Linked DNA regions of Zea mays: regions 1 and 3 are each linked to region 2. Evidence: chromatin contacts called from public Hi-C data. All regions are on one chromosome and are shown on one strand. Each heading gives the region's core, a stretch centred on a gene start, on an enhancer-like site or on the middle of the called end of the contact. The rest is flanking DNA. Distances are from core to core; before and after follow the strand shown. Region 1 has its middle 190 kb from the start of LOC100502214. Region 2 holds the start of LOC100502214 (cyclin10). Region 3 has its middle 50 kb from the start of LOC103633876.

The links. Hi-C and Micro-C count contacts between places; a contact is called where the count stands out from the background.
Region 1: a contact with region 2 is called in a Hi-C map of tassel, with 3 times the contacts expected there. The contact joins the enhancer-like site here to the promoter of LOC100502214 in region 2. A contact is called at or near these places in 2 of 25 Hi-C or Micro-C datasets (ear and tassel).
Region 3: a Hi-C map of endosperm shows a contact between it and region 2, with 4 times the contacts expected there. The contact joins the enhancer-like site here to the promoter of LOC100502214 in region 2. A contact is called at or near these places in 2 of 25 Hi-C or Micro-C datasets (endosperm and tassel).

Annotation. Positions count from the first base shown.
Region 1 is chr7:51,068,716-51,071,694 of Zm-B73-REFERENCE-NAM-5.0, forward strand. No RefSeq gene overlaps it. Among protein-coding and RNA genes, the nearest start is that of LOC100502214, 190 kb to the left of the region's middle. Within about 2 kb of position 1,401, at least 9 of the 20 cell types and tissues checked have an H3K27ac peak or open chromatin away from gene starts, as enhancers often do. A contact at or near this core is called in ear and tassel, where this site is marked.
Region 2 is chr7:50,883,028-50,885,900 of Zm-B73-REFERENCE-NAM-5.0, forward strand. LOC100502214 (cyclin10) reads left to right here and starts at 1,423. Exons shown (of 3, transcript NM_001196691.1): 1 at 1,423-2,354; 2 at 2,456-2,568; 3 at 2,672-2,873. The coding sequence starts at 1,691.
Region 3 is chr7:50,685,714-50,688,710 of Zm-B73-REFERENCE-NAM-5.0, forward strand. No RefSeq gene overlaps it. Among protein-coding and RNA genes, the nearest start is that of LOC103633876, 50 kb to the right of the region's middle. Within about 2 kb of position 1,353, at least 19 of the 20 cell types and tissues checked have an H3K27ac peak or open chromatin away from gene starts, as enhancers often do. A contact at or near this core is called in endosperm and tassel, where this site is marked.

The sequences.
Region 1 (2,979 bases), core at 151-2,650, 190 kb after region 2:
CAAGTTAGTTTGATAAACATAGGCTAAACAATTTAAGTGTTTTTTGACAACATGTTGCATAATAAAATAAGGTTACTAAATTGTAAACAGTATTAATATGAGTACAACGCAACTGGAACAGATCAATTTGGAGTTAAAACAAAGAAGTTATGGATTTATTAAGTTTTAGGATTTATTTTCTATATTCAAACAATTTTCTGATTTATTTTATTAAACCTCAGGTCTCATTTGGACTGCAGCACCAATTCCAAAGAGTACAGGGTCTATAATATAAGATTTAGGTACCGGTTTGGGTTCGCACCCTACTCTAGTGTAGTGCTGATCGTCCTCTTGTTCCTGTCCCTCCGGCGGGTTCATGGCTGACGTACTCATGGTGATGCGTGGCCGGCCCCATGGTGTAAGCCTAGGACTCGACTAATACGGCATGGTCCCCCTTCACCATTGTGGGCTCGATGTCCTTTCGCGCGTGTGGATTGGTTTATTCGATATGGCATCCTGTCTTGTTGTTTCTTCCATACCTGCCACTGTAGAGGCCAGTTCCGATGCTGAGGTTGTCCCTGACAGGAGAGTTGTGTTCGTGTCTCATCACCTGCCGGGGTCGAGGTACACTTGCGGCTCTGGCTCAACGCTTAGACTTGCTCGGTGGGACACTTGGTCGCCCGCTTCGCCTCGCAGACTTGCTCGACGGGGAGACTTGGTCGTATGCTCCGCCTCGCAGACTTGCTTGGTGGAGTACTTGGTTGTCTGCTTCGCCTCGCTTATTTGCTCGACGGAGGACTTGGTCGGAGGGGCCGTTCTTAGGGAGTTTTTCCGGCTTTCCTTGGTCGCCCTATTGCTGGGTGTCCGACACAAATTTTTAATACTTTAAATTTAGATGGTGTATATAATTTTTCTACCATATTATGAAAAATAAAAACATATGTAATTAGTAATTCGTAATAAAATAAATTTTTAATGATTTCATGTAATATTTTTTTACTTCTCAAACACGGGTAGTATTGGATATTCCACGATTTTGTCGAATACGAATCTTGATACGGATAGAGAAAAAACTAGAAATCGAATTCAGATACATCTATTTAATATCTATATTAAAAATCGAATATAAATATACATATTAGCATTTTAAGTGAACACGGATAGTTCGGATCTAATTACATCCGAATCCATTACAGTGCGTCTCCTCGTCTCCTTGGCGTGCTCATCATTTGCCGTCTCATGTTCTGGTGACATGACCATGCGTTGCATTGCGTGCAGTTGCAGTTGCACGACAGACAGGTCCTGATTGATCCGTCGGTCGATGGTGGGCACTGCTGGGCATACAAGGAAATGACCCACCGTGCGTGCCTTTGCAGAGGCCGCGGCGAGTGGCCTGCAGCTTCCCCTGCTGGTGTAGCCCGTGTGCTGCCGTGCAACAGGTTTTGCTCTTGCTTGCAGCATCGCTAGCCACACTACAGGCATTCCCTCCCTCTGCACTAAAAAGCCAAACCAACCCCAGCGGAACACGCGCTTCTTCAGTTCAAAGAAACAAAACAAAACAGGGACGTCTTCAGATCACCTTGGACAGATAATACTAGTCGTCTTTGTTGTATTTTTCATTTGTGTTTTTTCCCCTTTCAAGGAGCATCCCAGACGTACATTCACGCCTTCCGATCGAACGTCTCTCTAGTTACGGGGTATTTGGTTTCTATGGGCTAATGTTTAGTCCTTTTATTTTATTCATTTTCAGTGTATAAATCGCTAAATATAGAAACTAAAATAAAGTTTTAGTTTCTATATTTAGTAATTTTAAAATTAAAATAAAATAAAATCTAGAGACTAAACATTAGTCCCTAAAAACCAAACATCCCCTTAGTCACGCGGATTGGCTGGAAGGAGCTGTACCAGCCGGCCGGCCATCAATAAAATGGATCGAGGTTTTATTGCTACGGGTACGAGTTAGTACTAATAATTCTTCCATCATTTAAACGTACGTACGGTCAGCTTGTTTACCATAACTTATTTTCTGCTGGATTACGGAAGTGTTTGTTTGACGGACCAAAAGTTAGTCCTAGAAACTAAACACCCTCTACAATGTACAATGTACAGTATCTCTTCGTATCTTGTTTTGGTATAGACAATTCTTATCCAAGAAATCATTTCATTGAACTCTTTTTTCTCCTTAACTTCGTGCCTAAAATTAGCAAGCTAACTGTTCTCTACTCGTTTAAATCACAATTTTTTTTGTGCCCGCTACGCGCGAACCGCATGGAATAGATACGATTCTCTCTTCGCATCTTGTATAACAACTAGTCTATTACTTCTCAGATAGGCTGTGAGAAAATACTTAAATCCAATATGACACGAAGCCACACGTCCCACAACATTTTAGGATAGTACAGTCTCGTTAGCTAAAGGAAAATAAGTGACCGAACAAGTTATAAAAAAAAGACATGTCATATTTTGAACTCATCTTTCTCGATATTTTGGCTAAGATAATATGGCTGATTAATATATGATATATAGATCATATGTCCACTTTAATTTCAATTTTTTTAGAGAGAATGTTTCACACTGGCTTAACACAACTGATATATTGTACCATCAAATATAAATGGCGTACCATCACAATACGTGAATATTGTACTAGTATTTCATAATGTGATGTTTGTATCCCTACCTAATATCACCGTACATATCTGCAAATCACCAGAATGCCCCTTCGCTTTTCTCTTTTCTTTTTCCCCCACACCTCCCTTCTCTCACACAACGTATCGGAAGGAGTGGTGGGTATTTGGTTTTCAATGGGGTTCTTCGACTTTTGAAGGAATAAATTATAAACCGATCGACTCTAAGAGTTCTATGAACTGAACATTTTTGTTTTGTTGCATGCTACATCTCAATCCACTCCAATTCCCATGCAACCATACAAGCTTTGAAAGGTGGTTGCTTTCTCTCACTAAAGTTTAATCTATGTCACATTAGATGTTTAAATGTTAA
Region 2 (2,873 bases), core at 173-2,672:
TGTGCTACAAATTAAACAACTAATGGTATGGATCTAACCTCAGTTCCATTAATAGTTGTAGGATCTGAAAATCCCAAATTCAGACTTGAAGTAGAGGAATCCAAAACAGCAACAACATCCATTGCTTCACAATGTGCACCAGCAAGAACATCAGTGCCAATCCCATCCAATCCTCGTCAGTTCTAAAATTGTCTTAAACATCACTTCGCCACCCAATCCTCGTCAGTCCTTGCCACCAATAACATTTTCTTATAACAGTATAACACACATTTTGTATATAAGTTATCATGGTATTATATGTCCCCGTTGCAACGCACGGGCACTCACCTAGTATACAATATATATATATATATATATATATATATATATATATATATATATATATATATATGTGTGTGTGTGTGTGTGTGTGTGTGATTTTCAGATTTAGGATTATATTATTGTCCCTTAGACCATTTTAGTGAGAGTTTTATCATAGTTTCATTTTTATTAACTTAGATAACATATCACCATATTTATGATATAACACGATATTTATGATGAGAGAGATAGAGTTTTATGATAGAAGAGAAGGTTTTATCTAAATGAAACTTAAGATACACGATTTTATAGATAAAATTTGGTGTGTCACTTTTGAAAACTGTGCAATAAAACTTTCAATGGAAATGACCTTAGCTGTCTTTTGTCAGCAGAAAACTGATTAAAGTGCTCAATGTTGTACAAGCCCTAGTTGGAGCCTAAGGCTGTCAACAGCCACGTACGCCAGGCCGCCCCCTCCCCTTGATCTGGCGGCTACAGGAGCCCTCCACGGCTGCAACGACGTCCTCTACAAGACCCTCTAGCCAGCAGATGTGAATAGGAAACGGCCACAGCCAGCGTGAGGCCGCCATCCCTTTATTCACTGTTCATTCGTACGGTGCTTTTTTAATAAGTGAAGAAAAAATGATAATAGATGATGAATATGGTTAGATAATGATATTTTATAGTTATAGTGGGTATAGGGAGAAAATATAGAGGGAACCGGTGTGGAAGATAAAAAATAAGATAAAATGTTTATGATGTGACTTAAAAAAATGATATATGGGAAAAATTTAGAGAGAACTAGGACAACAACTAAGTGCTAGTTTGTCCATGTGTTTGGAGCAGTAGACCAAGTAGGCTAGGCACGAAAAGACCTTACTCACCGGTCATTCAAGAGACGGATGGAGAGGCACTAGTGTGCAGAGTGCAGTGCAGCTGCTGCGTGTCGCTGCTCCTGTCTGGGGAACCCAAAAAGATGTTGGAGGGAAGCCCAAAAAATCAAAGCCCTGGACGGCCCTCCTCACCACGCCGCTCGCCGCAGCACTAAAGAAGCCGCTGTTTTGCATGCGTGTCACTCTCTCTCTCTCGCTCCTCCCTCTCCCTCCCCGTTCTCTTTCTATCTCCTGTTCTCCTCTCAAACCTCAATAAAACCACGCTTTCCCTCCTCTCCACTTCGGATTCTGCTCTGCCTTCGCCTCGTCACTACCCACGCCACTGCATAGACCGAGAAAAAGGACGAATTTTTTCCTCGCCGCAACCTCACACCATGGAAGAGGCGATGCCGCCGCCGCCGCCGCCGCTCTCATCTTCCTCCTCCGCCGCCGTGGCCTGAGCTCTCCCATCGCTCGCTCTCTCCATCGGGCCTACCTATCCTAGCAGTGAATAAGTCATGGCAGCTTTCGCCGCGTTGTTCGACCCCCTCTACTGCCCGGAGGAGCACCTCGATCTGTACCACGAAGGACCCGTCGAGGTTGTGGACGAGCAGTGGCAGGACCAGCGCGGACAGCAGCAACCGGCGGCTCTTGACGACGAGCTGCCGGCGCTGTTCGAGGCGCTCCGGGACAAGGAGGGGGTGGTGCTGGCGGGTGATGGGGAGGAGGATGGGTACGGCGGCTCGGCAGGCCGGGAGGCCGCAGTCGGCTGGGCGTCACGCGCCGCGGCACGGCTGGGCTTCTCTGCGCTCACTTCCGCGCTGTCCGCCGCCTACCTGGACCGCTGCTTCCTCCCCGGGGGCGCGCTCCGTCTCGGCGACCAGCCCTGGATGTCGCGCCTCGCCGCCGTCGCCTGTGTCGCGCTCGCCGCCAAGGTCGAGGAAACGCGCGTGCCGCTGCTCCTCGACCTCCAGCTCTGCGCCGCCGCCAGCTCCGACGCTGACGCAGCGGACGCGGACGTGTTCGAGGCCAAGACGGTGCGCCGGATGGAGCTGCTCGTTCTCTCCGCGCTAGGGTGGCGGATGCACCCTGTCACGCCCTTCTCCTACCTCCAGCCTGTCCTCGCCGACGCTGCGATGCGCCTACGCAACTGCGAGGCCGTCCTGCTCGCGGTCATGGCCGGTGCGTGCTTCTCCTCGCGAGTTCCAGGCTTCCAGCCAACGTAGCGTTGTTGCATTTCCGTGCCAAAGACTTGTTTTTTATATTCCAAAAAAATATGGCAGATTGGAGGTGGCCTCGGCACCGGCCCTCGGCGTGGGCCGCCGCCGCATTGCTCACCACAGCCGGCGGCGGCGACGACGACTCGGAGCTGCTCGCGCTCATCAATGCCCCCGAGGTCAGCGCAGCGCAATGCTATAGCATCAGCGGTAGCACTGTAGGTTGCTGCATCCTTCTTGTTGTGAGACCGCGTTGCTTACCAACCATTGGACGCATCGCAGGACGAGACCGCGGAGTGCGCCAAGATCATCTCCGAGGTGACAGGCATGAGCTTCCTTGTCTGCGACGTCGGCGGCATGATCGCCGGGAATAAGCGTAAGCACGCGGCGGCGCGGATGTACTCGCCGCCGCTGAGCCCGAGCGGCGTGATCGGCGCGCTGTCCTGCTTCAGCTGCGAGAGCTCGTTGTCCGCCACAGCGGACT
Region 3 (2,997 bases), core at 103-2,602, 200 kb before region 2:
CCGAATTGGGCTTCACTTCCGGCCGATTCACCTTACCAGCCCACCCGCGCCCACCAAAGCCGGCTGACACGCGGACCCTACCTGCCAGCCGCACACCGCGCAGCCTACTCCAACCACGCGTGCGCGCAGCTTCCTCGCTGTTGGCCGGGTGGCTCTCTGACTTGTGGGGCCGACTTGTCAGTACTTCCTTCCCCAAAACGCTCGCAACAGCCGCTGCGATCCCTGCGTGAATACTGCGGGCGCCTGACCGATTTGTCGCGAGATCAGCGTGTTCCACTCGGGATATAAAGCCTAAACTCCACGGCCGCCTTGCCCAACCCATGGCTAGTAGCCGGGCGCCCCTTTTCCCCTCGGCACTCGACTCCCGTGTCTCCCTTGTTTCCTAGCCATGGTGGTGGACCCCTATGACCGGGAGGGCGATCTACGGCCGTCGGCACGACCGCGCACGGCGGGCGTCTTCTCAACCACGTTCTAGGCGCAGTGGAAGCCGGTGGGCCCTGGATCCTCCGCGTGCCACCTCTGCTACACGCCGACTGCGGTGGTGCGCTCGCCATGGCGCACCTGCGCCTCCGTCCCCTCCTGCTTGCAGTAAGGCCCCGCGCACCTCCATGACGCAACTCGTGTGCGCCCGCTCTTGTCACTCGCGGTCGCGCTGCCGCGGCTCCCAGTTGCCGTGCGGGGCAGGGCCAAACTAGACGACGCCCTCGCCGTTTGGGGGTCTGCATGGTTACTCGGGGGCTTGGTCCACGGCGGGCATAACCAGTTGCCGGAGTTGGGCGTCGTCGCCGGTCCGCATCGCGTTGCGAGCACCATCGCCATCGCTACGGTGTCAGAAGAAGAGGGCTACATCGAGCGTCCGCGACGTGAGATTGGGGAGAGAAGGGTTGCCATCGCCATGGACAAAGCACTGGGCCGCAGCCGAAGAACTTCATCTGCGCTAGGGTTGCGCAGCACCGTGACTCGCGCTTCGTCGTCGGCCATCCCCTGCCTCCTTCAACGGTGAGAATTCCCCCTCCTCCAAGTCAACGGGGCCGAGTCACTTGATGTTGGCGCAGTCTTGCGTATTCCAAGAGAAGGTAGAAGACACATGGGGAGCGATAGATTTTGAAATCAAGGGTGGGGATTGGATCCATGGATGGGTAGCCTCGGCCGTCCGATGCGGATCTTGTGTGCGAGAATCGATCTAGGAATTTTAAATCTGGGCGGTTGATTCTCGAACCAATGGTGCTGGTGTAGCGTTCGTTGTGGACTGTGGATCTGTGATCCATGGGTCGTTGTCATAGATTGCGTCGTTAAAGTGGAGATCTAATCTGGGCCACCGGATCTAGATCGGACGGCTCTGAGTCCCCGGTACCTCTTCGCGTTGCCGAGTTGCTAAAGAGCCCTTGTACATTGTACGAATTAACCCGCAGACTAGGGGTAGTGTTAAGGTATTAAACTTAAGTCCTAATATTTTCAGAATGGCCCCTGTGCTCTCGGATTTTTATGTCCGCAGTCCATAATCGTTGGAGGAGTACAAGATTTAAAATAGAAAATGATTTCTAGAATGAAAACAATTACATAAACTTGGTTAATTCATAACTAACTCATTTTAACTCATTTTTGACCTATTCAATTGCATTAATTTTATAATTATATTTTTTATGACCTAGTAACTTTGTTTTAACATGGAAGCCACATTAGAATTGATCACTCAATTAATTTTGTACCAAGCACATAAAGACTTCAGAAAATCATAACTAATACATGTTAACTCTGTTTCAATCCATTCAAGTTGCGTTAGTTTCATATAAATATTTACTACTCAGTAGGAGCATTAATTATACGATATCACATACTTCTATAATTAAGTAACTAATTGATTAATCTATGTTTATTGGGATTAGCTTTGTTAATATGGCATTCTGGTTTTATGGTTATGATTTGACTAAAAGATGATCCTTAATCAAGTAATGACTTAGATTAATGTTGAGTTAATTATTTATAGAACAGTCTCTCATATGATGTATACTAATCAACTTATAATATAGTTTAATAGTTAAATCACATAGATCTCCCATAAATCATAACTCCATAATTGTAACTCCGATTTTAGTGATTCTTGAACCCACAACCTCGTAGCGACGCGTAGATTATTATTATGCAGTTTATTCTTATGTTTGGTGTGATGTTGATTTTGTCTATACCATGTTTGTTTGTATTGCTACGACTAGCAGCGAGGTTACGAGTCACTTGAAGAGCAAGTGGTACCAGGAATCTCAAGTGCCAGACAAGTTGTGCCCTTGACCACTTTATTACCCAATAATATTATATTCTTTATTATCACTATTCAATGCATAGGTCTAGTTTTGATGGGACCCAATAGGTCACCCTAGTCTGTTTATCCTTTTTACCTTGTTTACCCCTGAATCACTTGGGTAGTTTTGCTATTGCTTTATATGGTTTTGGGATTAATATTTCATTATATCCATGTTCCAATTATTCTGTTATGTTATTTATGTTCATGTCAAGATCATTAAATTTTAATTGGAACATGGAGCTTAACTTGAGAAACACGTGCCACCACAAGGGAGGAATGGGACCCCTTGGCTAACTAATTAGGAAAGCTAGTGGAAGACTACCTTACCCGAAAGGGACAAAGGCTGTAGGGGAGTTGCATGCAAGGAGGTTCTCGGGTTGATTTTGCTGCGATGGCGGTCAGACGAGAGATTCTTGCAAGTGCTCTTCCCATAAACTGTAGTAGGTTTTCAGAAGCTAGTGGAACTTTGTAAAGGCCTCATTGTGGATCCCTAGCCATTCACCTCGGTAGTGTCTAAGGGCTTTGCAAACCCTGGCGACATGGGATGCACGACTTGTGGGTACAGGGTACAAACTCTGCAGAGTGTAAAACTGGTATACTAGCCGAGCTCATAGTCATGAGCAACTCAGGACTCTCGCATGATTAAATTATGGAACTTAAATTCAATTTGTCATTTGCATTTGCATGGGTTTATTATT